4 separate regions of the Sus scrofa genome follow, and regions 1, 3 and 4 are each linked to region 2. Evidence: chromatin contacts called from public Hi-C data. All regions are on one chromosome and are shown on one strand. Each heading gives the region's core, a stretch centred on a gene start, on an enhancer-like site or on the middle of the called end of the contact. The rest is flanking DNA. Distances are from core to core; before and after follow the strand shown. Region 1 overlaps NHSL1 (NHS-like protein 1). Region 2 holds the start of PERP (PERP, TP53 apoptosis effector). Region 3 holds the start of HEBP2 (heme-binding protein 2). Region 4 has its middle 140 kb from the start of TNFAIP3.

Region 1 (5,871 bases), core at 3,105-5,604, 470 kb before region 2:
CCCTAAGAACAAAAGCAAATGAGACAACAACATAATGGTTCCTTTAAGATTACAAAAGGGGAAGAAAGCGACTGCTCAGGAGGAAGACAGGACAGAAGGAATATTCCCACTCAAAGAGGGAAATCCGTATTCTTCCAAAGACGTGCTACCTAGACACCTATTATGAGGTGTTTGAGGCACACAGAGTGTCTGGCTGAATGCTCTGTATAAATTACCTAATTTAACCCTTTGACTTTAGTGAGAAAGTTAGGTAGGTTAAATCTTTCTGTGTACCTCAAATTCATACTCTAGGTATGGCATCGAGCCAGTAAAGGAATCTAGGTCTGTCTGAATCCGCACCCACTGGATTCCTCATGTCCACCGCTGCCTCCTCCCCCCACCCCCCGCCAAAAAAATAAAGGGAATTCGAAGTGGCAGCTAAATATAAAAAATACGGAAAAGGAATTCAGGCCATCTCCTGGAATTTTTAAGATGGGATTTGGCAAGCATACTACATTATTGAATTAAACGAACAATACTAGTTTAATAAAATAAAATTGTAAATAGTAATAAGAGGCACAGAGGTCCTGTTTGGTTTGGAATGAAACTGGTCCAGGGTTAATTGTGTAAATGAAATAATAGCAGAAATTAGATTCACTCGGGTAGCAATCTGGAAACAAAAAAAACAGGTAACGGAATGCAAGGCGAGCACTTTCAACAAAGGTCAGTAATATAATAAAGGTCACTCCTAAGAGAAGAGTTAACTGACCTAGATATGTGCCAGAAAGCCAGAAGGGGAGTTCCCATTGTGGCTCAGTGGTTAACGAATCCGACTAGGAACGCTGAGGTTGCGGGTTCGATCCCTGGCCTCACTCAGTGGGTTGAGGATCCAGCGTTGCCGTGAGCTGTGGTGTAGGTCACAGATGCAGCTTGGATCCCACATTGCTGTGGCTGTGGTGTAGGCTGGAGGCTACAGCTCCAATTGGACCCCTAGTCTGGGAACCTCCATATGCCGCAGGTAAGACCATAGAAGAGACAAAAAAAAAAAAAAAAAAAAAGAAAGAAAGCCAGAAAGGCATGAGTTTGAATGTAGATTGGGAGATGAGAAAGTTAACAATTAATGCAGAAAAAACTGAATAGGGTAGAGTGAAAGATACCTGACTTTAAAAAAAAAAAAGGATATCAAGAGATGAAAGGAAAGAAATTAATGAACTAAAATTGTTCTCCACTGGATAAGCCAAAACATAAGTTTAATATTAATACATGAGCCATCTTTTCTTGCATGTATCAAAGGGTATGTGTAAAATAAAACCAATGATACACAAATTGAAAAGTTGTATATTGTTAATTGCAGTAATGTCTACTGACTCACATTCCTCTGCCTTCCTGACCACGGACCCAACCACATCTTACTGATCCTGTATCCTTTGTAGTTACACTGTACACAGTGGTCCTCAATAAAAACTTATTAATTCTACAATGGAATATTACTCAGCCATAAAAAGAATGACATAATGCCATTTATACCAACATGGATGGAACTAGAGACTCTCATACTGAGTGAAATGTCAGAAAGACAAAGACAAATACCATATGATATCACTTATAACTGGAATCTAATATACAGCACAAATGAACATTTCCACAGAAAAGAAAATCATGGACTTGGAGAATAGACTTGTGGCCACCTGGGGGGAGAGGGAGGGAGTGGAAGGGATTGGGAGCTTGGGGTTATCGGATACAACTTGGAATGGATTTATAATGAGATCCTGCTGTAGCATTGAAAACTATGTCTAGATACTTATATTGCAACAGAACAAAGGGTGGAAAAGAAAATGTATACATGTAAGTATATCTTGGCCCCCATGCTGTACAGTGGAAAAATAAATTAATTTAAAAAAAACCTTGTTAATTCGATGTATTATTTCATTTCCATTTAAAGCAGGAAAAGTAGGAGATAAAGGTCTACATAGAAGATTTTAGGTACTCAATCAATGATTCACTAGCTCAATAAAAAACAAACACTGTTTTGTTTATCTAGAGTTGGAAAACTAATAGGGAATCTTAATGTAATTGTTACATTAGATTTTTCACATTATTAGAAATGATGTCCATTTTCCCTTGGCTTTGGATTTCAAATCTGTATTGCTCTTCGTTATCTTATTTTTAACCCAAGATGACCTGGTGGAAAGCCTAATAGATAACCTTCTATTTAAGTGTTAACTTTGTCAAATTGGTACAAGGCTTATGCTGCACAAGAGAACCGTGTTACATTTTATTGGTTTATTTTGAACTTGTAGTTGGAAGATAACATGCATACAGGGGAGTGCATATGCTTAGCTGCCTTTTAACCTGCAGATGTCTTCTGCTTGTTGAACAGTTTCATGGAGAGTTGGTTTGTCCTTCTTTTTGTACTTTAATGGATCATAATGTTTATTTCTGGGCCGTCTTAAATGAAGCTGCCACTAAAGGAAGCAAGAGGGCCAATGTTAATACTAAAAGAACATGAAAAAGGAATGTCATTACCTAGGACCTGCTGAAAGTATGACATGTTAGGTTTTTGTGTTGTACTTGATATTGGGAGGGCTTAATTTTTTTTTTTTTTTTTCTTTTTATGGCCATACCTATGGCGTATGGAAGTTCCTGGGCTAGGGGTTGAACAGAACTGCAGTTGTCGGCCTACTCCACAGCCACAGCCATGTCAGATCCGAGCCACATATGCCACATATGGTGCAGCTTGTGGCAACCCCAGATCCTAAACCCACTGGGCGAGGCCAGGGATCAAACCTGAGTCCTCAGGGACATTGTGTCAGGTTCTCAACCCTCTGAGCCACAATCGGAACTCCAGGTCTTAACTTTTGATTGCAAGGTAGGAATCCTGTGCACTTGAAACTTTCCTTGAGAGATGTCTTTGGATTGAGCTTAACTCATGCAAGGTAGGAGTAATTTGCTGCTGCTGCCACCTCTGGAAACTGTTTTAAAGGGTTATCTCATTTCACTGAAGCTCTGAGAGTCTGTCCGTGGATGTCTGTCTCCCCTGCCCCCACCTCCATTGGATCTAGATGGGAAATGGGTGTAAACCTGAAAATGTACACAACCTTATTAAAGCAGCTTTGCTAAATTAATTGCAGCAGAGTCTTTGGGGTGTCCTTTTGTGGTGCTGCAGATTGTTTCAAGAACCTTGGATATTTTGCCAAGTGTATCACCTCAATAATCTAAAACGTTAACAAGTGAAACACTGTTCTGTGTCTTCACTGGCTTTGAGGTATGTCATGATAGTTTAGCAATCCACTTAGCCATCAAACTCCTGCTTTGAGTTGTCCACACAATCCTTTTAGTCTGTTTTTAGATTTATTAAGTGCTTCTCATGTATTTGATGAAAATGCTTTCGTTTAAGAAATTGTTTCCACATGACCCCAGAGGCCTCCCGTTGTAGTTTAACAGTAGTTGAGATGTAGTATTGTTTGTCTGGAACTGCAAAGTAGAGTCAATGCTGGCATATTGGGGCACTCTAGGCTTAGAGCTGGGGGGCCCTCGGCGTGGTAATTTAATCTGTTCGTTGTATAGTTTTGATGCCCAGAGAGTTTCAACAACTTATCCAGGCTGATGACTCCACTGGTCAGGCAGCATAGATAGATTCTGACTCCTAGGTCCTTTTCTCTTGCCTACGTTAGACTGACCCTGGAATACCTGAAGATGTTGAGATCTTTGCCAGAGAATTGGCTTTGCATGAGAGCTGCAAAGGAAGAGGTACTATGTTTGGTTTAATCTTTCAAAGAGAAGTTTATGGCCTTTTTAAAATTTTTTTTTTCTTCTTAGGGTTGTAAAGAAGGCAGTGTTAAAGAGAGAAGAGAGCCGGAAATGCCGTCTTGCTATTAAAAATGAGGAGAAAGATGGGCTATCTTGGCACTACCTTTGTCAGTTACACATTCTGCAGCAGGTGCATATCAAAGATGGAGCGGCAGCCCGGAGCCTTGGCAGCCTCTGGACCCCTCATTTTCTTTTATGTCATGTCTATCAGGACTCATGGTTTTTGTTTCCTAACTATTTCTCAACTCTCTTTGTGCTGGACTATTTCTACCCATTGAATGTGTGTATCAACCTTTTCTGCTGATTAAGGAAGTTCTGCAAGGAAACATTCTTTTTATATTCGTTTCCAGGATCCCCTATTATATTAAAGTTAGTTGGTCCTTTAAAATACAGAATGATAGACAGATACCTTTAATTTTAACTTGCTTGCCCCTTCTTAGGTCTATTCCCTTTTCTTTCATACTCTGCTTAGAGACTCCGTGTGTTAGGTAGGCTGAGTGAACATGCTTTTGGAAGAAAACTGGTTTTCACAGTCACTTTCTGTCTCATGTCAGTGATGGAGCCACTTATGAAGCTCCCTCTAGAGGTGGATTTGCTGTGCTGTGTAGCACACAGTAGTCTTGGCTTTAGCTTAGCGAACACTCCTGGTACTGACTTTCTCAGGTGGTCTCCAAAGGTTCAAGACATGTGATGAAATGAGTCCCCAGTTAGGGTCGTGTCTTGGGTGGGCTGTGTGGGGAGCAGGGACTTCACTCATGTGAACCAGCCACAGCCTTCTGCTCCTGGATGGCTTTGTTTTAAGCACCTACTCCTCTCAAAGTAACACCTGTTTATTTCTTTGTGAAAATAGCCCAGAAAAGAAAAAAGGCCACCTGTGAATGCCGTCGATTTGTAAACTTGGGGACTGATGAAAATCTTGCTATGAAGCCCTTCACTTATTAATGTCAGTGTGCTCAGTGTTCGGTCCATGCACCATCAGTCCTTTGCCTATCGACTTCAACTTTGTAGGAAGCAGAACAGTGGTTTTCGGCTCCGGCTGCTGCTCTTTGGGAATCATGTTGGATTCTGTAGACCTGGCATTGAGCCCGTACATCTGTAGAGTTAAAAGCTCCCTAGGTGATTCTGATGTACAGCCATGGTGAAAGCCCATTGAAACAGACTTGAGCAGGCACATCAAAGAGTTCAGGGAAAGTGCACGGCCACTTGGAGTCAGGCCGCAGGAACAGGTAACGAGGCTGTTTTCACTGAGAGCCAGAGGGCCGTTTCGATTTTGGAAGCCCAAAGGAACTGGCCACGCTGGGGGCCAGGAGAAATTAAGCTCTCAGGGATTTAGCTCTGTATGGGCTCCTCCTCCCCATTCCCCTCTGACTTGACAGACTTTGACCTTCTCCTGAAATAGCTGTGAATCAGAGTCTATGCCACTGAAGAAGAAGAATATATGGTGCTATTAGAAAAGCCCTTTCTCCACTCTGTTGCTGGAAAGGAAGAACCAGGGCAGGGTGTTTTCTCAAATTTTAATCCCTACTGCCCCCCTTCAGATAATAAAAATGATCAAATAAACTGAAATCCCCTCTTACCCCATCCTTGGAAATGTACTTCGTTCATTAGCATATCAAAGGCTGGGAAAATCCTGTGGTTCTCTCTCACATACACATACATCTCGAAACTTTGAGTTGAGCAAACTTACTTGCATAGGAAGAGGCTTTATGCTTCTGTACCTACAACTGAGCATTTCTTTCCTTAACAGCAGTTTGGGAAAGACTGGCCAAGTCACTTTTTGATTCAGTAATTTTCTGAGGGTTAATTTCTGACAGCTGAACCTCTTTTTAAACTCCTCTTTGAAGTTGGACTGAATTAACAAATGGAAGGCTTGGCAAAGCAGTTTACTAATTCATAACTATATCCCTCTGCTTTCTTTGTGTTGCTAAGTACTATAATCTTTGACCTGAAAGGAAGAATACTGCTAACAAGTAAATATTTAAAAGGCCCCATGAAGTATAATGTTATAATGTGCATGAGTTTGTGCCTGGGGAGCCTGTCTGCTGGATGAAAGCAGTGACTCACTTTTCATCTCCTAAATAG
Region 2 (5,075 bases), core at 1,505-4,004:
GCATTAGCCCTTAATACTCATTACAACATAGTGGGGCGAGCACTATCCATTTTATAGATGAGGAAAGTGAGGCATAAAGAAGTTAAGGGGCCCAAGGTCACCCGGCCAGTGTGAAAGATGTGAAGCAGAGCTATCTGGTTCCATTGGTGGGGAATCATGTGCGAGGAACTCAGCCAAGGTTGGTTTGGGTCTCTTCCAGAAATTCTGAAGAGCTACTTTCTTTGCTTTTACTTCAGCATTAATGAGCTCTCTTCCTCAACTCTACTGAAACAAGAGAAAGAAGTTATATCTACTCCTAAATTATTCAGAGATAGTGACACCCCTGAAACTCTCAATTTGTCTGAAACCGTTTTGCCCAAGATCAGCACTTTAATTTGTAAGAATTTGATTTTTCCTCTCAAATATTATACAGCTAATTAAATATTTTTCACTACTTTTGAAAACCTCGAGAGTATTTTCTTTACACAGTCTACACCATGTGCAGTTAACTCTCAGCAGACTACTCTCTTGTGCTATTTTGAAAGTGAAAATATTTGCCCTTAATAGAAATATGCAAATTTGGTTTATGTAAAATGAAAGCTGGGGAAATTACTTCTAGTGGCTTCAGACCCAAAATAGTATTCTGTTTCTGTTAAGAATACCAAACTGAAATACAGGGGACTAAATTTTAAACACTGCTAAGTATTTCCCACTTCTTTCCTTTTTTTTTTTTAAGGCCGCACCCGCTGCATGTGGAAGTTCCCAGGCTAGGGGTCAAATCTGAGCTGTAGCTGCTGGCCTACACCACAGCCACAGCAACGACAGATCCTTAACCCACTGAGCAGGCCAGGGATTGAATGGCATCCTCATGGTTCCCAGTCGGGTTTGTTTATCATTGAGCCATGAAGGGAATTCCTCCCACGTCTTTCCTATTAAATTAACGGGAAAAGGAAGAGATACATTTGAGAAACACAAATCAAACCCACAAAGAAATATTTCCTCATACCTGTCAGAAGGGCTATCATCAAAAAGACCACAAATAACAAATGTTGGCAAGGATGTGGAGAAAAGGGAACCTTCCTACACTGTTGGTGAGAATGTAGATTGGTGTAGCCACTATAGAAAACGGTTTGGATGTTCCTTTCAAAAAACTTAAGATAGAACTATCATATGATCCAGCAATTCCACTCCTAGGACTATATCCAAGGAAAATGAAAACATAATTTGAAAAGAAACATGCACCCAATATTCATAGCAGCATAATTAACAATAGTCAAGATGTGGAAACAATAGACGAATGGATAAAGAAGATGCGATATATATATATATATCGATATATATATGTATCTATATATCACACAATATATATACCAATGGCAATGGATTTTGCCATTTGTAACAACTTGGATGAACTTGCAGGTTATCATGCTTAGCAAAATAAGGCAGAGAAATATTATATACTATAACATATGTGAAATTAACATAAATAAATAAATAAATATAACAAAACAGAAACAGACTCACTGACATAGAGAACAAACTAGGGGTTACCTACCACTAAGGAGAGGGAAGCAGGGAGGGGCAAGACAGGGATACATACTCCCTGCAAGGAGTTAAGAGGCACAAACTTCTATGTGTCAAATAAATAAGCTACATACATTGCACAGCACAGGGAATATTGCCAATGTTTTATAATAACTTTTAATGGAGTAACAGCTATAAAAGTATTGAATCACTAAAACTAATATTTTAAATCTGCAATAAAAAAAAAAGAAAGAAAAAGTGAGTGATTCAGAGTAAATCCTTGGAGGTACAAGGTAAGATATGACCCTCACTGAATGTTCTTTATGATTCTCCCAAGGCCGTGGTGCAGACACTGAGAACTTGTTTCTTCCTCAGTGCCACTCCCGGCTGCCACCCCACCCACCCTGCCACACCTGAGGATTCATGGCAGTGACAACAGCAGGGCCAGGACACTGCAAGCGGGACTTTAGGTGCGGGCTGCATGCTAACATATGGTTTTTATTTGGAGAAACCTCAAAGTAGTAAATGAAAAAGGCAGATGAAGTGGGCTTAAATAGGTAGAGATCTGTGGTAGGGACTGCCGCAGACAGGACGTGAATTTATCTGGGGAAGAAGCACTTCCAAGATCAAAATGACCGTTTGTTAATTTCAGCGTGTTCACGCATAAAGTGCTTATTGCGTCCTCCTTAAGACCCAGACACGGTGCTAGGCAGCAGGAATATGCTGATAAATAAAACATGGTCTTTCTGTCAAAGGGCTGGCAACACAGTAGGGAAGGCGGGGATGTAAACAGTTACGAGTCTGAAGCAGCCAAGGTACAAGGTACAAAGGTGGAGCCCAGCAGGAAGTGCCCACCTCTGCCGGGGAGGGTCAGGGACCCGCTCCCGGGTTCGGTACACGCATCCAAAAGGAGTGCGGCAATGACCCAGGTGCAATTTGAATACCCATCTCAAAGGGCTCGAAACTTAAATACAGTACAGTTGAAAATCAGACCATGATTCCACTTTTGGGATTAAGTGTTTAGCTGATATGGCTCAGATTAAAATGTGTACACGTTGAAGCGCTGAGAAGAAAAGCGTTGGGTGGGAAAAGGACACAAGTAAGGGGAAAACGAGGCTGTGCGGCCGCTGGCCTTAGCTCCCCGCAGCTCCAGGGCAGGGTTAACTCACCCACCCGGTGTAACCCGAGCCCGGCCCCGCCTCCCCCGCGCGCGCCTGGGCCGGCCGGGCAGGTCGGGGCGGCGCGCTCTGAGTCACCGGAATCTAGGTGGGGCCGGCGCCGCGCCCCCGCGGCCAGCCGGGAGTCGCGTCCTCCCGGAGCCGCCTCCCCGCGGCTTCTTCCCTTTTGTCGCGCTCCCCGCGCTCCGGGGCCACTCTCTGCCTGCATCCGAGCCACGCGCGTTCCTCTCCTCCGCGCCACCACCGTCGAGATGCTGCGCTGCGGCCTGGCCTGCGAGCGCTGCAGGTGGATCCTGCCCCTGCTGCTGCTCAGCGCCATTGCCTTCGACATTATCGCGCTGGCCGGCCGCGGCTGGCTGCAGTCAAGCGACCATGTCCAGACGTCCTCGCTGTGGTGGAAGTGTTCTCAGGAGGGCGGCGGCAGCGGGTCCTACGAGGAAGGCTGCCAGAGTCTCATGGATTACGGTGAGTGCCGCCGCCTCCGGGAAGTCCTCCTGGCTGCCGCTGGGGAAGCGCCAGCGCCTTAGGAGTGCGCGGCCTGCGAAAGCCGCCCCAGGAGAAGGGACTAAACAGAGTCGGGTTCATGGCCGATTCGACAGAAATCTCTTTAGAGTTTAGGTTCATCATCCGACCCGAACAAAATAAAGCCTTGAGTGATCAAGGCTCGACACTGGAAGAAAACAGCCCTTGTTCAAACTATGTTTTTTTCGTAGGATTTGTGGGTACAGAGGAAAAAAAAAAAGATTTCAGCCATTTGAAAAGAGTTTGAGTAGACGTAATGAACAAAGTATACTTTTCTTGGAGATCTACTGAAATTTCTTCCCATTCAGCCTCCTCTGGTTCTTTTTTCATCATTAAAATTTAAGTATTCAAAACGCGTACCTTCCCTAATATTGCTATAATATTCGTTTAACTTGAACTAAGAGAAAGCTGCTCGTCCTTTGAAAAAGCCTTTTCGGTTAAAGTTTTAGCAGTGATAATTTCAGCAGTTATGCAGTGTTTAACGCCTCAGGGTAGTTCTCATTAGGGAGTGTCTTTTTGGTTGAAACCCGGCCTTGCTGTTTAGAAAACTTTATTGTAATCTGATTTGAAAATCTAAAAAGCAAACGTAGCTTCTACGCCAGCGAAATGAAGCAGAGTTGATAAATTTGATCTGTTGCAGAGTGTTATTTTTCCAGCGTGGAGGAAGCCTCAGTGCCTAAGTTGTTAGTAGAAGTGGCTGGAGAGGAGCTTGCTCTGGTCTGTGGCCACCTCCTGCTCCCTGGGGGTTGGGAAGAACAGCTGGGGGGTCCATAGTGATTCGCGACGTGTGGGGGTGGGGGTGGGGTTGGGGCGGGGGGTAGTTTAAGGAAGAGCCGTAATCGGAAGCTTGAAGCCCCCTACTGCTGAATGGGGCCTTACCACCTGAGTTTAACAGTGTTGAACCGACAAAGAAGGGGACCTTGCTTTCTTCCTTTCTCTGCTAGGACCTTTTGACTTGCCCCTCACCCCCGGAAGTGGCCCAGGGCTTCGAACCAAACTCTATTTGTGGGGCCCAGTACCGGGGGCTTGGTGCTTTATTTTATCCACTGTGGAATTATTTGGAAGTTCGCACAAGGAATTTTCCCCCCAAAGGAGGCAAAGTATAAGGAGTAAATGGGATTCCTAGTTTACTTAAAGTCTGTTTTCCCTCTCTTAAAACCCAAACATCATGCATGACAGGGTTTGTGTTACCCCAAGGCTTTTAGGTTTTTGAAGGGAATTCCTTTGAAATACTGTTTCTATCTTCAGGTTAAAATGCATTGGAGTTCAGTATCTTGTATGGGACTTCATAGGCCTGCTTAAAATAAGTGTGGTTTTAAACAGACTTTGATAATCATATCTCACTGCAAAGACTAATATAATATAGATTCAAAGACTATTTAGCGATCCTCAGCATATGAATTAGGAAGGTTAGTGCCCTGCCGGAGGGGAGAGGGATGCAGGCAGAACCTCCATCAGCACTTTTGCTGGGACATGATCTGGCCTGCAAGGCTCTGGCTGTGACCACAGCCCTCTTGGGAAACACACACAATGCAGTTTCTATTTTTCTTGAGGTGCAGGATGAACTCACCTTCCAAGGGTGTGGCTCTTCCAACCTCAGGCTGATAGAGTGCTTTGTATATAGAAGGGAGTAGGCAGGTTTTTTTTTCTCAGTTTAATTTTTTAATTAGACAGGAGTCTAAAGCCTTAACTTTTTTTTTAATTGTAAAGAAAACACGGATCCAGCATATAGTTGATGTTTCAGTTTGATATAGAAATTAGTCTTTTCCAAAGTTTGGTTTGCCAGGTAAATCTCCAGGAATCTAGGACTACCTTTCTGATTTTCATAAATGGGTGGTGGCCTTTGCATTGCAATTTAGTTATTCCTGTGAC
Region 3 (5,758 bases), core at 841-3,340, 290 kb before region 2:
GGCATATGGAGGCTCCCAGGCTGGGGGTCTAATTACAGCTACAGCTGCAGGCCTACGCCAGAGCCACAGCAACTTGGGATCTGAGCCGAGTCTGCAACCTACACCACAGCTCACGGCAATGCCAGATCCTTAACCCACTGAGCGAGGCCAGGGATGGAACCCGCAACCTCATGGTTCCTAGTCGGATTCCTTAACCACTGAGCCACGACGGGAACTCCCAATATTTATTATTTTTTAATCGGAGTTTCTTGATTTACTTTATTCTGTTGCCACAAATACTTTTAAGATAATTTTCATCTTAAAAAAAAAAAAAAGGCCAAAATGACAACTACCCACTGGCCACACTGAACACTTTCTGTACTATTAATATTTTTCATTAATAAATTCCATAGTCTTAGGGATAGAAGGGAAAATGAGAGATCACTTAGACCAGATCATTATTTTTACAATTCAGAAACTGAGGACCCATTCACTAAGTGACCTGTTAAAATATAAACAGCCTCAGAACCAGACCAGAAGATGTATCTTGAGACTCTGAGTCTTGTGTTCCTATACCTTCCTACCTCCTGATGTCTCTTACCCTACCAGTCACCAAATCATCTCAAAGCATTAGCATGCAAAGGCCTTAAGTTGAGTTACACAGAGGCCCAGTTGAGCCAGCAGAATCAAGGACAAGGAGAACAGGGGCAGAAAAGCACTGCTGAGTACTGCTCTCCTCTAGAGGCTGCTAAGAGTCCTTGTCTTCAACCATTAAGTGATGATCTGGTTATTTTTCCATTCTAAAAGATACTTCTTTAATAAACGAAAACTCAATGAGCCAGAGGACCGAACCACAATATAGTATATATAATTACAAGGTAAATTGCCTTCACCCTTCTCGTTTTTGCCTTGAATGTAGCTATTCAGCCGGGTAAAGCCAGTCTGGATGGCTGAATCCCAGTCCGTAGACTCCACTGAAGTGCTGACCCACTTGGCCGGTCCATAGTGGCGGATCTCATAACTTCCGGGCTAAGATGGAACAGGAAAAAGTTGCGGAAGCCAGTCTAAGAAGGTACAGCGTGAGATGCAACAGTACAGGTGCCTTAATCCCGGGTCCACCTGGGACGGCCCGCCCAGGGGCTGTGCCCCTGGGGTCCCGCCTGAGGTTCTGGCTTCTTAGCTCCGGGCACGGCCCCTCCCCCGCACTCCCCAGTTGGAGATACAGGAGGCCTCGCCCCACCTGCAGGGGAGCGGGGAGTCGGCTCAGCTCAGGTTAAAACAGGCCGCTGTTCTGCCATCTCCGACCAGAGGTCCCACCGCGGGTTCTGGGACAAGATCGATTTTTGTTTGTTTGTTTGTTTGTTTAAACCTCAAAGAAAAGAAATTGAATTGTAGCCAGTACCTAGGTCATGGCTCACCGACGCATTTTCCCGTTTGTGCAGGGATGGGACTCATATCATTCTAAAAACTATAGTTTTTACTTAAATAACTCTACGGGACCTTCCGGCCTCATCGCAAATCAGCCAGAGGACGGCCGCGCGCTCTCCTCCCCGCGGTCCGGCCGGCATCCTCCGCGCTCCGCGACGGAGCCTACCTGGGGGCCAGTGTCCTCCGGGGCCTCCCAGCCCGGCGTCTCCACTGCCGGGGCCTCCGAGCACTCGGCTGTCCTGGGGTCCGGATCCAGCACTTCGGCCATGGGCGGCGCCGACACTCCAGGAGAAGAGCCTGGTGAGCTGCGCCGGGACAGAGGCCGCGCCTGGGCCACTCCGGGCCGCCCCGCCTGCGTGTCCCCCAGTCCCCGCCCTGCAGAGGCGCGGCCCCCCTCCCCGCAGTGCGGGATCCCCGTGTCCGTGGGACACTGCCAGGCCTGGGCCGGGAGGGGGCGCTGCGACCGCGATCCCGACCCCGGGCAGCTCCAGCTGGCCACTCTGGTATGCGTTCCCTCTGAGACAGGATGGTAGGATCCGTCTTGCCCGGCTTTCTTTGGGGGTCCTTCCCGCCCCGCACTTGTTTTAAAAAGGCGTCCACTGTGGGAGCCGGGGGCGGAGGCGGACAAAGCAGCTGGTTGATGGGGTTTCTGGTGTAACCGGTCCAGGAACCTCTCCCGCAACCCCACCCGCGCGGGGAGCCGGTTCTGCTGCCGGGTCCACTCCTTGGGAGGCATGTGATCGAGGCCCATCCTCATGAGTGACCTCAGCGAAGTTGGCAGGAAGTGGGGCTGGGGTGGGAGTACACTTCTTCAGACTCTGACCTTGGCTGTCCCAGTCTGCACCCCTGTGTGTGGAGGGCTCCCTGCGAGGGTTGGATCCCGGGATCCAGCCAGGGGCGAGTGACCCCACTCGCACCTAGACAGCTGCTTCGGTCCCCAACAGCCGTCAGGGATCCTAGGGGAAAGAAGTGGGTGGGGCCACAGTCACACTTGGAGAAAATTTTCAACTATCCTGGTTTCTTGTCCTTTCCCACCTCCCCACCCTGAAATGCCCTCCAAACCCCTGAGTCATCCTGCCAGACCTACCAGGTGAGGAAGGTGGGGAGGGAGAGAGAGAAGAAGAGAGGGAACAGGAAGAGGTGGCCAGTGATGGTAAAAGTTTTTGTAAGACAATTATTGAAAAACATTCATATGTCATGTAATTCACTCATACACGGTATACCATTCAATGGTTTTTAGTGTATATTCATAGTTGTGCAACCATCAGTACAATGAATTTTAGGACACCATCATCATCCCTCCAACCCCTCCCCCCCCAGAAACCCTATTGAAACCCCTTTAGCCATCACTCTTCAATTCTCCATCCCCCAGTCCTAGGCAACTGGCTAATCTGCTCTTTGTTCCTATTTTCAACCTTCCCTATAAATGGGATCATACAGTGGCTGACTACACTGGGGCTGCTATAACAAAAAATCTTCAGACCGGGTAGCTTATAAGCAACAGAAGTTTATTTCTCACGGTTCTGGAAGCTGGAAGTCTGAGATGAGGGTGCCAACAAGAGGGCAGATGAGGGCCCTCTTCCTGCTACCCTCATATGGAAGGGGCAAGGGAGCTTTTCTCTGGTCTCTCTCTCTCTTTTTTTTTTTTGCAGCACAGGGAAGTTCCCTGGGCCAGGGATTGAATCTGAGTCACGGCTATGACCTATGCCACAGCTGCAGCAATGCCAGATCCTTAACCCACTGCACACAGCAGAAACTCCGCTCTGGTCTCTTTTATAAGGGCACACATCCACTCATGAGCTGTCCACCCTCATGACCTAATCGCTTCCAAAGGCCCTGCTTCCTAATGGCATCACACTAGGTTTCAGGATTTCAACATATGAATTTGGTGGCACACAAACATGCAGACCATAGCAAATGGAATGCTTTATGGCAAAACGTTTTCAAGGTTCATTCACGTAGCATGAGTAGGTACTTTATTCCTTTTAATGGCTGAAAAATATTCAGTTAGAGAAACATTTTATTGATTCATTCATCATTTGGTGGACATTTGGATTATTTCAAACTTTTGACTACTGTAAACAGCAATGCTGCTATACACATTCTTGTACAGGTTTTTGTGCAGACATATGTTTTCATTTCTCTTGGGTAAATACCTAGGCATGGAATTGCTGGGTCAAATGCAAACTCCATGTTTCATTTTCTGAGTAATTGCCAGGCTTCTTTTTTTTTTTTAATTTTTGAGTTATTTTATTTTATTTTTATTTTTTTTGCCATGCTTGTGGCATGTGGAAGTTCCTGGGCCAGGGATCAAATCTGCACCACAGCAGTGGTGACCCAAACCACTCAGTGACAATGCCAGATCCCTAATGGACTGTGCCACAAAAGAACTCCCAACCCAGACTGTTTTTTAAAGTGGCTGCACAATTTTAGGTTTTCACTAGTGGGGTATGAGCATTCTGTTTCTCCACGTTCTTCCCAACACTTATTATCTGGCTTTTTTATTATAGCTACTCCAGTGGGTGTGACTAATGCTTTAAAAAGTTTTTGTTTTGATGTGTAATCACATAAGATAAACGTCCATTTTAAAGTACAACTCATTGCTTTTTTAGTATACTCCCTAAATGAATATTTATACAACCATCATCACCATCTAATTCTGGAGCATTCCATCAGTCCACAAAGAAGCCTTGTACAATTTAGCAGTAACTTCCAACCTCCCAGCCCCTGGCAATCACTAATTCACTTTCTGTCTCTATGGATTTGCCAATTCTGGACATTTCATTTAAATGGAGTTATATGTGACTTTGGTGACTGGCTTATTTTATTTCCAGGCATCCTCCATATTATAGCATGTATCATTACTTCATTCCTTTTCATTGCCAAAGAATATCCTGTTGAATGGACCTAGGGCTTTTATTTTTTAATTTTTTTTGGTCTTTTCTGGGGCCACACCAGCAGCATATGGAGGTTCCCAGGGTAGGGGTCGAATTGGAACTACAGCTGCTGGCCTACACCACAGCCACAGCAACTCGGGATCCGAGCCACATCTGCGACCTGCACCACAGCTCACAGCAATGCCAGATCCTTAACCCACTGGGCAAGGCCAGGGATCGAACCTGCAACCTCATGGTTCCTAGTTGGATTCCTTAACCATTGATTCCTTAACCATTGAGCCAACGGGAACTCCAGACTTAGAACTTTTTTCTTTTTTTTCTTTTCTTCTTCTTCTTTTTTTTTTTTTTTTTTTTTTGTTGTTGTTGTTGTTGCTATTTCTTGGGCCACTCCCGCGGCATATGGAGGTTCCCAGGCTAGGGGTTGAATCGGAGCTGTAGCCACCAGCCTGTGCCAGAGCCACAGCAACGCGGGATCCGAGCTGCGTCTGCAACCTATACCACAGCTCACGGCAACGCCGGATCGTTAACCCACTGAACAAGGGCAGGGATCGAACCCGCAACCTCATGGTTCCTAGTCGGGTTCGTTAACCACTGCGCCACGACGGGAACTCCCAGACTTAGAACTTTTAAAGCAATTGATGTCTTCTCTTTTCCTTTCCCTTCCAGGACCAAACAGGTGTGCAGTGGCCTGCAGATACTTGACATTTTCTAATGTTTATAGCAAATCTATTACCGTGCTGAGCTAAATTTGAATTATTTAGTGAAGGCTAAATAATAAATTCTGACTTTGTAAAAATAGCCTGTTTATTTTAACTTATGTAACAGATGTGATCCCTTGCTTAGGTAACTTTGCCAAGTTGAGAATATAATTTTACTTCACAGAAGGTTTTTTTTTTTTTTAAGGGGAAAAGGAAGTTATTTACATTATGGCTTAAGAAATCTGTTTTTCTTTTCATCTGTAGTGTACCTTTTGTAGTTATCAATGCCTTTTGAGGGGAGGAGCATTTTATTTGTAGTAAAAGTGAAGCTAAATTTGGAGACATTCATTTTATAGGATGTGGAACATACAATTAATGAAGATAACAGCAGGTGACTAAGCTGAATCATCTATATTTACAGGGTGCTAATTAATCATATAAAAGAACAGAAGGCAGGAAAGAAAAGGATTTATTTCAAACTAATAGAATATCAAAACAAACTCAATGAAATTCAGAAACCTCAAGATTTACACTCATGGCAAAATAATTTTCTTAAGAATTTTTTTCCTTCTATTAGCTCATATTTAACAAGCATTTATGTGACATTTTGAAGATATTTTGTTTAAGCTTTACATATATGTGATGGTGCAGCGTGGCCTCCAAGATGCTTCCAAGTTCACCCCCACAGAGGAAGAATGTGAGAGACTCCTGCAGCAGAAATTCCAGGCGGTTCTCAGTATTCACAGCAGCTGTTCT
Region 4 (5,580 bases), core at 988-3,487, 330 kb after region 2:
CCATAGTCTGGGAACTTCCATATGCTGCAGGTGTAGCTATATAAAGAAAAGCAAACAAACCTCTCTTTATATAAAAACACTTCCTCCGAGTTCTGTTTCTCTGGAGAACCTTGAGTAGAACAGTCCACCTTGTTCACTAGGTGAATTGAATGTTGGAGAATATCTAATACATCTCTATGCCCTTAGTACCTAGCCCAGTAGCATGGTGCCAGATCTATAGTAAACACTAGCTCACATTCATTTCTTGTAAAAAAAAAAAAAAAAGTGTTTGCATCTATGTCCAATGATTTATTCCTCTACCTAGTTATCTCTTTATCAAACATTCTGAGGGGAGCCTATTCCACATTGTTGTGCTTGACACTGATGCTGCAGAGAGAAAAGACAGACGGCTTCCTTTTTGGAAGCTATTTAATGGTTGGTGGGAGTGGATGGAGCCGATGCATCAATGGAGGGTAAAAGTGGACACCAGAATTGGGGCATCCAGGTGAGGGAGCACTAGAGCCTAACTTCAGGCAGGGGCAATTGGGAGATCCAGGAAGGGATGAATTCAAGAGAGATGGGGGGGGGGGTGCGAGCAGAAACAGTAGGAGGTGAGAAACCAGGGAGTAAGGTGTCTCCTGTGACTGTCTGGTTTCTGGCTGAGGTGTACAGGAATCTGGGGGAGGAATGGGATTTCTTATCATCTTATCTGATCCTAACATTCCTCAGCATCATAAAACAACCCCCTCATTTTAGGGATACAGGCAAGGAGGCTGCGAGAGAGCAGATGTGTTGCCCCAAACCTCATAAATCAGCAGCTGGCAGAGCTGGTATTAGAACTTAAACCCTATGATGTTTTGGCTACTGTCTCCAGCCCCCACTCTGCTGCTTAGCGCACTCCTTGGGCAATGAGGAGGAATACAGGGACCTCAGAGCATCCCTGCTAGCTCTCTGAATATAGCTGCACCTCATATATGACCCCAGAGTCCTTCACTTCCTTTCTCACTAACCACAAAGAGTGCAGATTTGCTGTGCTGTCTGTTGCTGGTCCCTGGACGGGAAAGGGAGCGATATTTGTTTGGAGCTTGGGAGAGAGAACGTTCATTGGTGAAAATGAAAGTACATTTTTCTCCAAAAGCCTGAGATCATTCTAATTTTTCTGCAGAAATACTTGTCTTGCATGGCAATCAGTGTTTCCTTTCCAGTAAACAACTGCCCTTGACCATGATGCCTTTACAACCTGCCTGCCCATCCCATCTCCTTCCAGCTTTCTTGCTGACCACAGTTGCTAACCCTAGGAGTCATGGATCAAGCAGCATGGAAGCCACCGGAGCCTTCTTTCCAGCCTGGCAGGTGTGCAGCAGCTGGTGAGGAGAGCAACACTCTCTTTTTCCAAAATAGACCTGGAAGCTGAAACTCAAACCCATCTCTTACTCCCCCCGTCATTTCCCAAGCCCCCTCTTTGCCCTTCTCTCCACTCTCTTTTGTCTTGAATCTCTTAAAGTGGCCCCTAAGTCCAGGTGATTCTTAAAACTGTTAACCTCTTTTGAGGGCACCTGTTCACACAGCTGGGCCTTTCCCTTGGTCTCAGTTTCTGAATTCTTATCTAAGCCCCCCAAGTAGACTTATTTTTCTAGCTCTTCCCTCATTCCCTGCTGGGCAAGACAGTCCTCAAGTTAACCAGTTAGCATAATGGTTACCAGGTAGTTCAAGCGGAATTTTGAACTCTGCTAGACCCAGAAAAGAGGCTCAAAAACAAAAACAAAAACAAACAAACAAAAAAAGCAGGTCTTGGAGTTTTCATGATGGTGCAGTGGAAATGAATCTGACTAGGAACCATGAGGTTGCAGGTTTGATCCCTGGCTTCACTCAGTGGGTTAAGGATCTGGCATTGCCAGGAACTGTGGTGTAGGTTGCAGACGTGGCTCCGATCCTGTTGTTGTGGCTATGGCTGTGGCTGTGGTGTAGGCCAGCAGCTGTACCTCAGATTTGACCCCCTAGCCTGGGAACCTCCATATGCAGCAGGTGTGGCCCTAACGAGAAAAAAAAAAAAAAAAAAAAAAAAAAAGGAGGTCTTTTTTTTTTTTTTTTTCCTACTGCCTGGACTCCCAGCTTTGCCCATTCTGAAATGCTTGGAGGTTTGCTTTACCCACCATTTGGGACATTTTCAAGTTGCGGCTGGGGGTGGCTTTCACCATCAGGGAGTGAGTCAAGTGTGACAGGCTGATTCTGAGGACAGGTGGACTCTGACCCAGAACCTGACTCACTCCAGGGGGAGGGCAGTCCTAATACCAGTCCTCGGCCTCCACCCCCGCCACAGCCACGCTCAGCTCTGATTTGACAGTCACGACTTCCTGACTCTCAAGGGACGGCAATCAGAGCCTTGCCAAATGTCTGGGGAGCTGGATGTTATTTTTACATAGAATTGCTGCAGGCCCTCATGACCATTAGCCCTTCCAGTCTCATGGAGCCTGGCTCAGCCTTGCCACCTAAGCAGATCTGGAGTGCCTCCAACCTTCATCCAGTTGATGGAGTTGGCGCTCTCCGATGGTACTACCTTATTTTGAGTCCAAATCCATGATTTACTCTCTATTGGTGGTTTCCTGAGAAGTGTCACCCTGAGAATTGGGGGAGGGTACAGAAAATGTCAGCAATCACCCCTTCATCATCAGATGACTTGTTGTGAACTAACATGTCTGGCCAGAAAATAGTTTAGAGGTTAAAACTGTCCCTTGGCCCACTTTTTTTTGCAATTCTTTTACAACTTAAAACCAATGATATTATTAGACTTCACTTTCCTACTGCTTAATCCCTTGCTTAGATCTGAAGCTTTCAATTATTCATTTCACCCTGTGTCTCCAGTTTGGGCATCCGAGAGTTGTCACCCTGCCCATGATACTCCCTCTGCGGTCCCTGGTGGAAGGTCATGGTGAGGCCCTACAGCCTAGGCTGAGCCCCACTCCATTGGCTTCCAGGGCTCTGCTTGTCCTGGTGTGTTTGTTTGCCATCTGCTGGGCTGTGTATTCCATGAGGTCAGAGCCTGAGGCTGCCATGTCTACTGCTCTGTCCCCAGCGCTGACTCAGGGCCTGGCACACAGGGATGCAGAATAAATATTTATTGAGAGAAGGCCTTGAGAATGATTATCGGCTGCCTAAGGGTGTTCTTGATTCTTTTCTACAACAAATGATTCTCAAAGGTCAGGAATGAGAGGTTGAAAACTGGACAAAACCTGACTAAATCAAGACACAGCATAATCTCCCATGGTGCCTGTTCACCTGTGGTTAAGATTCTGCTCAAATATCAGGTCTTTGGCACAGCATCTTTCTGCTCTTAAAACAAAACTAGAGAACGCTTTGCAGTGATAAGGAAGAGTGAAAAAAAAAAAAAAAAAAGCCAGGGGAAAAGAGAGTTTAGAAGGAAAAGTCTACATATCCTCTTCCCTATGGAAATAAAGATAATAGCAAAAATAAGAGGACTAAATTGCATTAAGCACTTTCTATGTGTCAGGTACTGTCATTTATAATTGTTGAAGTAATCCGCACTAGAAGCCTAGGAGGCAGATATTATTATCATCAGGACTATTTGTGGAGGAAAAGATGGGAACTTAGAAGAACTGAAGTAACTTGCCTAAAGATGGAGAAATTGAAATTCTACTCTGGGGTCTGTCTAAATCCAGAGCTTGACGACCTGTTCTATCACTGTGTTTTTTGTCCTTTGCTAGTTTGAATATTTAAGGGCAATATTTTTGTTTAACTTGTAGCCCCTGGCCCAAGGTCATGCATGCCATGCAGGGGCAATAAATATTTGTTGATTATAAAACAGAGATAGTCAAAAGGCTCCAGGCTAGGGTTATTTTACTTAAAAGCAGTGCATATGCAGGAGTGGAAATCCCACAGCCAACGGAGGGAAAGTAGAGTTTCCCTAAATAGTCTTATAGGCTACAAAGGACAGAAGGTATCATTAAAGATGTCTGGAATTCACAGCATTGAGTTAAAGGGTATTTTGAAGAGGTTAGTTTATAAGCAACGATGAATCCTAGGAAACATCTAGAAGGATCCCGGAGGTCTTTTGCTCTGACTTGTTCTTTTTGCAATGATTAAACTAAAGAGGCTGGCTGGGGTGAACCTTACCCTGGTGCAGGAGTATATGGTCTTCATAAGCAAAGCAAACACGAGATGCAGATACTGTAGATGTATGCGGTGCTTGCACTGCAATCCCCAGGCTGCTTCTTAGAGAACCTGCTTCTACCGGGTGCGGCTGTCAAATCGACTTCCACACATACTGTCACATGGCCGGTCTCCTCCACCAGCCTCCTCTAGAACTTTCCTATGGCGTACCTAGTTCCTTCTCAGAATGCTATCTCATTTTCTGACAGTTAAAGAAAACTGAAGAAAGTGAAAGCTTAGATGGGAAAGAGAGTAAGCACTTTTAGAATTATTATGCTTACTCCAGTGCAGCCCAGAGTTAGCCTTTTTTAGATATCTTTAAACCCCTGCTGCCTAGAACTGCATCTTGTGACTGGTTGATAATTACTATTATTTATCATTTGGGGGCATGCATTAATGAATATCCACCAAATACTTCTTAGAGGATTCTGTGGTGTCAGAATCATCCCCACCAATCAGAATAAGAGAATTTGGTGTATCTCCTGACATTTGTGGTTGGTTAGATAGTGGAGAACCTGATGAATGTCTCACAAATGAGAAAAACCGTCTCAAGGGGAGGGTGTGATAACTTTCCAAAAACACTCAGTATCAACAACTTCTTGCTAAAAGGTGTTTTAGGTAGTCTTAGGTTAAGGGAAGATGAATGAATGGTCCTCCAGGTACACCTGGATAACCCCATAGCATCTCAGATTGAAGAGACCCCCAAACCATCATATGTGCCCAAAGAAGCTCTTGCTCCATATCTTCATTTTCCTGTTAACTGTGGCTTTGTTCCCTAATCCCCAGGCTTTAAGTGAAGCTGTCAGAACTTTCCTTGAATTCTTTCAGTTACTAAAACCTAATGATTTTTTCCCCCCTCCTGTTACTCCTTGCTTCTTTTCCATTCCTATGGTCCATGGCTCTGAGCCACGCTGTGGTATTTTCAGCCTCTAACATTTCATTGATGGTCTTACCTGCCTTCTTACCTAAATTTCTTTCCATAAGCTGTTAGGGACTGAACTGTGTCCCCTGCAAATTCATGTGTTGAAGCCCTGACTCCCAAGGTGACTACATCTGGAAATAGGGATTTAAGGGAGATAATTAAGGTTAAATAAGGTCCTAAGGGTAAAACTCTAATCTAATAAGAAAGGGAAGAAATATCAGAGACCTCCCTCTCTCTCCCCCCTCCCCCAAGCTTTCTCTTTCTTCCTCTCTCCTTCTCTCTCTCTCTCCCTGCTTGAGCACAGAGAAAAGGACATGTGAGGACACAGTGAAAAGGGAGGTGGCTCTGTCTACAAGCCAGGAAAAGAAGCCTTACCTGGAACTGAATTTTCCAATACCTCAATCTTGGATCTTTACAGTCTCCAGAAATGTGAGGCAATAAATCTCTGTCCTATGGTATTTTGTTACAGCAACTGAGCAGGCTAATACAACAGGACATTTTGCAAGTGTTAT

What was found. A called contact is a pair of places that touch in the nucleus more often than the background predicts.
Region 1: a Hi-C map of embryonic fibroblasts shows a contact between it and region 2, with 3 times the contacts expected there. The contact joins the enhancer-like site here to the promoter of PERP in region 2. A contact is called at or near these places in 1 of 5 promoter capture datasets (liver) and 4 of 47 Hi-C or Micro-C datasets (embryonic fibroblasts, epiblast stem cells, fetal skeletal muscle and 1 more).
Region 3: a Hi-C map of alveolar macrophages shows a contact between it and region 2, with 1.9 times the contacts expected there. The contact joins the promoter of HEBP2 here to the promoter of PERP in region 2. A contact is called at or near these places in 1 of 5 promoter capture datasets (liver) and 5 of 47 Hi-C or Micro-C datasets (alveolar macrophages, embryonic fibroblasts, epiblast stem cells and 2 more).
Region 4: a Hi-C map of liver shows a contact between it and region 2, with 4 times the contacts expected there. The contact joins the enhancer-like site here to the promoter of PERP in region 2. A contact is called at or near these places in 6 of 47 Hi-C or Micro-C datasets (embryonic fibroblasts, epiblast stem cells, liver and 1 more).

The regions. Positions count from the first base shown.
Region 1 is chr1:25,830,802-25,836,672 of Sscrofa11.1, forward strand. All of the region lies in intron 1 of NHSL1 (NHS-like protein 1), which reads left to right. Among named protein-coding and RNA genes, the nearest start is that of NHSL1, 170 kb to the left of the region's middle. Within about 2 kb of position 4,355, at least 28 of the 83 cell types and tissues checked have an H3K27ac peak or open chromatin away from gene starts, as enhancers often do. A contact at or near this core is called in embryonic fibroblasts, liver and subcutaneous adipose tissue, where this site is marked.
Region 2 is chr1:26,298,500-26,303,574 of Sscrofa11.1, forward strand. It overlaps PERP (PERP, TP53 apoptosis effector), which reads left to right and starts at 2,755. Exons shown (of 3, transcript NM_001244825.1): 1 at 2,755-3,146. The coding sequence starts at 2,933.
Region 3 is chr1:26,009,291-26,015,048 of Sscrofa11.1, forward strand. It overlaps HEBP2 (heme-binding protein 2), which reads right to left and starts at 2,091. Exons shown (of 4, transcript XM_005659178.3): 1 at 1,574-2,091; 2 at 867-1,008. The coding sequence starts at 1,675.
Region 4 is chr1:26,624,649-26,630,228 of Sscrofa11.1, forward strand. No RefSeq gene overlaps it. Among named protein-coding and RNA genes, the nearest start is that of TNFAIP3, 140 kb to the left of the region's middle. Within about 2 kb of position 2,238, at least 16 of the 83 cell types and tissues checked have an H3K27ac peak or open chromatin away from gene starts, as enhancers often do. A contact at or near this core is called in embryonic fibroblasts, liver and omental adipose tissue, where this site is marked.